Linked DNA regions of Triticum aestivum: region 2 is linked to region 1. Evidence: chromatin contacts called from public HiCAR-type data. All regions are on one chromosome and are shown on one strand. The core of a region is the stretch at or near the end of the contact, and the rest is flanking DNA. Distances in the headings are between cores, read along the strand shown.

Evidence for each region. HiCAR-type assays count read pairs that join an accessible place to other places.
Region 2: a HiCAR-type map of leaf shows a contact between it and region 1, with 7 times the contacts expected there. The contact joins two enhancer-like sites. A contact is called at or near these places in 1 of 5 Hi-C or Micro-C datasets (root) and 1 of 1 datasets of contacts at active chromatin or transcription factors (leaf).

The regions. Positions count from the first base shown.
Region 1 is chr4D:34,859,586-34,862,333 of IWGSC CS RefSeq v2.1, reverse strand. No RefSeq gene overlaps it. Among protein-coding and RNA genes, the nearest start is that of LOC123099519, 160 kb to the right of the region's middle. Within about 2 kb of position 1,468, at least 3 of the 8 cell types and tissues checked have an H3K27ac peak or open chromatin away from gene starts, as enhancers often do. A contact at or near this core is called in leaf, where this site is marked.
Region 2 is chr4D:34,687,357-34,690,056 of IWGSC CS RefSeq v2.1, reverse strand. No RefSeq gene overlaps it. Among protein-coding and RNA genes, the nearest start is that of LOC123099518, 7.8 kb to the right of the region's middle. Within about 2 kb of position 1,301, at least 6 of the 8 cell types and tissues checked have an H3K27ac peak or open chromatin away from gene starts, as enhancers often do. A contact at or near this core is called in leaf, where this site is marked.

The DNA.
Region 1 (2,748 bases), core at 219-2,718:
AGCAGCTAACACCATCACGATGGTAATGCGACAACTTACATGAAGGCATCTAGTTCGACACGTTGTGGCATGTACATTCCGCTTCGCCCAGCAAACCGCAGCAGGATTCAACTTTGATGTCTCCTCCACATGAAAATTTCCTCGACGATCTTCTCCATAGGCTAATGAAAAGGAGGGAGAAAGAGACAACCGACTTAGGTTTAGATTACAGATGAAGGAACAAAATGCACGTCACAAGTCGTGTAAAGATTTTCACAAAGGGTTTCACTCAATTCATCGACGCAAACTGACATCGACTATATGCGTTACAATCATGTATCGTTCAACACCAACATGCACTACATTTTTGCACTTTCACCATGGCACCTTTCAGTTGTCATCCCTGCTAGATTCATATCGTAGCTCATGAACTAGCAAAGCAGGCGAATTCCATGACACTCATTATAAACAAAATGCGTGGTAAAAGTCGTCCTAGATTTTAACCAAGATTTTATTCAGTGCACCGACACAAATCGATATCAACTATTTTCTGTTACAATTGTGAACCATTCAAGGACGCTGCGTTTTGCACTTCGTCAAGGCAGCTTTACATTGGCGTCCCCGTTAGATGTGCGGTGTATCTTCTGAGCTAGAAAAGCAGGTGAATTATGTGCCACCGGTTGTTTTCGTTGAACAATGCGCTAAATTATCACGTTCTCTTGTCGGTGGATGATTTAACTTTGTTTCATTATTTAATAAATATTGAAAAACTTTCTCTGGTTGCTAAATCATCAATAGGATCAACACAACTTTGTCAAAAAAAGAAGTTCAACACAACAATCTGCGGGAACATGCAATCAACCCCTTTTGACGAATCAGGGACTTGGTGCCCTTGATTTGCTCACGTTGTTCTTGTCGGCAAGAAAAAAATAGCCCACCTCAGCAGTAGCTTAACTGAACAAGGTTGGTGTCCATTTCTTCTGTAAAAGTAAACCTCGCGCGTATTAGAGATGTTTTTTTTAACATTATTAGAAATGGTTTGTTAAACTGCTAATCTAATGTAGGACAATTCCAGACAAAAACCAGGCCGTAGACCGTAGAAACCCCGCGCCCATGACCCGGAGAAAGGTACAAAGTTCGTTAATTCGGTTTGGTCCCAACATAGCGCAGGCCCACCACACACCAGGTGTCCGAACTGTCCGCCCCGGCGCGTCGCCTTCGCCGTGCCAAGTCGTCGCCAAATCAGCACGACCCCCATGCTCCGCCCCCATGGCCGGTCGCCCATGCCGCCCCCATACACTACGAACGCAGCAGTCGCACACCTACGCTACGCGCGTCGTAGCTATACTAGCTAGTGACGGCGAGTGCGTAGCCCGCGCGATCTACGTGCTATCCAAAATCTCATGGGCGGCACGCGCGGCCCCGTGCGTCCCATCCCCTCTCGCTGCTGAGTCGGCGCTGCTGACTCAGGGCCGAGATGGCGGCACCAGCTTTCCTGCTCGGCTTGTCTCGAATGCGCACGTACGCGTCAGGGGCAGCATCCCGGTCGAGATAAGTGGCCAACTTGCTCTTCGATTCTCTGGTAACAATGGTCAATGCCTCAATGGCGTGCAACGCCCAAGCGTTGACCGAGTTGTTAAAGGAGTGAGTGACGGATCGATCCTACCTACGGACAGAAGGACTGAGCCATGGACGTGCGCGTACGGGTGGTCGGTGGCCGCGCGCGGGCTGGGCAGGACTGGAGCGTTGCTCTGTCCGGGGGCGCGCCGACCATGCCAATATGCCATGCCATTTACCTTGGGCGCGCCCACGGGGCGGGGAACCGGCAGCCCGACCGGTGGCGCGCCGCGCTGCTGCGTCCTGACGCCGATCGCCCGATCTCCGCCCACATGGGGCTGCGGTGTGCAGGATCCAACAATGTGGGACGCCGCGCCCCCACCTGCATGTCAAGGGTGGGACGTACCCCCAACCCCACGTCCGCCCATTGTACCGCAGACAGCGCCGTGTCTCATCGGCCCGGGGCACGCACCATGCGGGCAGGACCATGTTTTCTCTCAAGTCTCAACGCCCAGCGGCGTTGCGCGACTATAGCTAGCTAGCGAAATGTTAATGGCGATCGATCTCCTCCGAAGACTCTCCTCACCCGCCCGGATCGTGGGGGCCTGCAGGGTGGGTGCGCAAGGCCCGTGCCGACACGGCGGGCGGCAAGGTGGGGCCGTGGCGGCCGCGCTGTCGGCCGTGCCGTCGCTCGCTAGCTGCATGCATGGGAGCGAGATGGAACCCCCGGAGATAAGGTACGGCCAGCTTCTTGGACCTCCGACGATCTCGCTCCGTCCAGCTGGTCTCCGATCTCAAACTTTGTTTCTACATGGACGGACATGGGTACACACAAGTTAAGCGCGGCGCCATGCATGCAAGACATAACACGACTGGCCCCATTTGCAGCGTCAGGAGGTGGCAGCATTTCTCAACAAGCGCAGGGTTGCCGTGCGATCCAGCCAAAACTTTGGACCGGGCAGGAGCTCTGCCTGCCTTTTGGGATGCCGTTCCTGACAGTCAAGGGTTTTAGATTGACATGGGCCATGCTCGCTGATCACCTTGTCTCGTGATTCCCGCGCGTGCTGTTTGCCCGCGATGGTATGACTAGAGATCTCTGACTGATCTGATGGACAAGATTTTGAACCGGGCAACGTGCCGTATATTTGCACCAATGGTTTCAAGAAGTTATCAACACATGAGCAGACAGCCTGGTTGTTGGGTTGTAATCAC
Region 2 (2,700 bases), core at 52-2,551, 170 kb after region 1:
GCGGCTAATCATGAAGCCTGTCAATTATCAAAGGCGTCTGGTTCATCACGCCTCTGGTACAAGTTGCAGCTAGAAACCTGTAGAATACTGTGCACTGTGCAGTCTATTCAGATCCGTAAAAAGTCAGAGAAACAGAGACTCGAATGTCCTAGGATAGTAGTAAATGTGCAGTGTGTGAGTTTTTTTTTGAAGCTAGTGCAGTGTGTGAGTTGACTACGCAAATGCTACAGGATGGAGTTGGTTGGAGCATTGTACTACCAGTTGGACGCCACGATCATTATTTGTACTACATCTGTCCTGGTTTATTAGTCCTTTTTATAATTAGTGTTAAATTTTGATTAAAGCTTTAACTGATAAAATGCTAGTGCATGTCAATAAAAAATTATATTGTTGGATTTGTATTTAAACATAGTTTTCAGTGATATAATTTTTGTGACATGCATAAATATTTTGTTAGTATTACAATGCGGACCAATAAACCAGGACGGAGGTACTAGTGAGAAAGCGATTTCAGGGGAGGGAAGAAAACTTGACTGAGAGGACCCATGGAGTACTGTCGGTACGGTATCCCCATTCCGCAAAAAAAAAAGGTACGGTATCCCTGCTGCGGCATCACTTCTTTGACAATCTGCAAGGGTCAACTGGACAACTAGTACAGTTTCCCTGGCGAGGAAAAAACAAAACAAAACGGCGCCGAGATGGATGTACAGCTGCATCGAGACCACGGGCGATTAAGTGTGAGATGGAGACCACGATGATCTGTAAGTATTGCAGTAATGATGCCGTGGAACAACCGGTCTCCATCCTAGGAAAAGAGGAACGCAACAACCGGTCTCCATCCGAGGGAGGACAAATACAAATCCCAGCAATGTACGCAACAACAGTACTGTCTTGTAGTAGGCTTACCTTTCAGAACAGATTTTTTTTCTTCCAGGATGAAATGCAATCTTCTACCGCGGCATGGGCAAGTGACGCCCCGTCGTCGTCCCCGTCACTGTTAATACGTGTAGAGTCGAGCAGTACTACGAGCCACACCGGTCTGGGTGAAGTGAGGCGAGGATCTTGCGATGTTCCCTGTGTTGATCCTGGGGCGACCTCCCGGCCCTACATGCCCTTTGCTCTCGACATGGTGTTGGCCGGCTGTCTTAACTTGGAGAACCGACCGAGACCGTCCATGCCACCATGGCTCGTACCAGGGGCATGCAGCCACACGCAGGTTGTCGAGTCGAAACGGACGTACACGCAGGAGTACTGTACCAAAAACACAGCAGTACTATCCACCGTTGGATCGCACGGCGCGGGGTCCTGTCGGACGGCTCAGGGGAGAGGACGGACGTCACAGGGTACGTTATCGACCACCCGGCGGCAGCCCAAGGCACGGGAGGAAGTTTCTGCGAAGTGGACGGACATGTACGCCGGGACCGGCCGGCCGCGTTACCGGCGATCGTGGTGGCCCATGCGGGCCTGGGCGGCCGGCCGGGGACATGGGCGCGCGCGCGGCGTCGTAGCGTGAGCGTTATTTGGTCGGGCCCATACGAGATTTTTTGTTTTTTTGAAAGCCCCCATCACGTTCGAAGTGGCAGTACGTACGACGACCTACGCGTCGTCGACGGCATACGGGCGTCGATCACCTCCTTCCTCCTCGAATGAATGCTCGACGGCGACGCATCGGCGGTGCATGGGGGAATCTACGTACGCGCGGCACGTACGGGGCGCAGCCGGCCGGCCGGCCGGCCGGGTCGGTCAGTTAATTTGAAAGAGGCGTGCGCGGGGGCCAGGCATGGCCCTCCACACAGGCCATGGCGCCAATGGCATGCAGCGGCGAGGGCGTGACAGCCGGACGTGGCCCTGCGTCCCCTGTCGCGCCCCCTGCCGCCGGGGGATATGGACCGCGGCGCCGGGGAGCGGACAGCGGGCCTCGCCGTGTTCCGTCGGGGTGGGGACGTCGCGCGGCGCTGCTGGCCCGGCCCCGGACAGGCTCAGGTGCAGGGTTCCCTCCGGTCCGGCGTGTACGTACGTACCGTTCGAACAGCATGCAGGGCCACCTCTGATGTACGGCCACGAGTGTCTGTGTCGTTGTTCGTTCTTGACATGATCGAGAGCGTATAACTGGTTGTGATAATGTGGGCAGTTGAATTGGTTTCAAGCTCGTCTTATCTTAAGTTGTTGTGTGTTTGTGTGTCTTTGTTTTCTGATATCCTGACGGGGGAGCAGCCCCGGTGCTCTTGCTTCAGGGTTCAAACCAAGCTAGCTGGTCCATTCGATTCCGATCAGAGGTTGGTCTGAAGCACTACTGTACCAGTAACGAAATTTATATATACCTCATGTTTGAGCTCCTCTGTACTGCATGTGTGCGCTTTATACACTTGACACTTCTCCAGTGGATGGATATTCCGGTTAGGACTGATTACTGATTAGCAACTAACTAGCTCAAGCTCACTTTGACCCCGATGCCCGTCATCGAATGCTGCAAGAGAACAAATGCAAAAGAGAAAAAAATGGCCAACATTTACAGTACAAACAGCCGGCCCATTGAAGCTACGACGATGGTGGTAAGGTAGCAGTTTTTTTTTAGAAAAGGTAAGGGCACAGCTATCTGCTGCCCGCAGCGACTCCATTCTATCCGAGGGTCGCCTGCAGTGAGCCAGTACTGGTCCAGTACAGTAACCACGTGGCCTCGACACGCTAACGGCGTGCGTG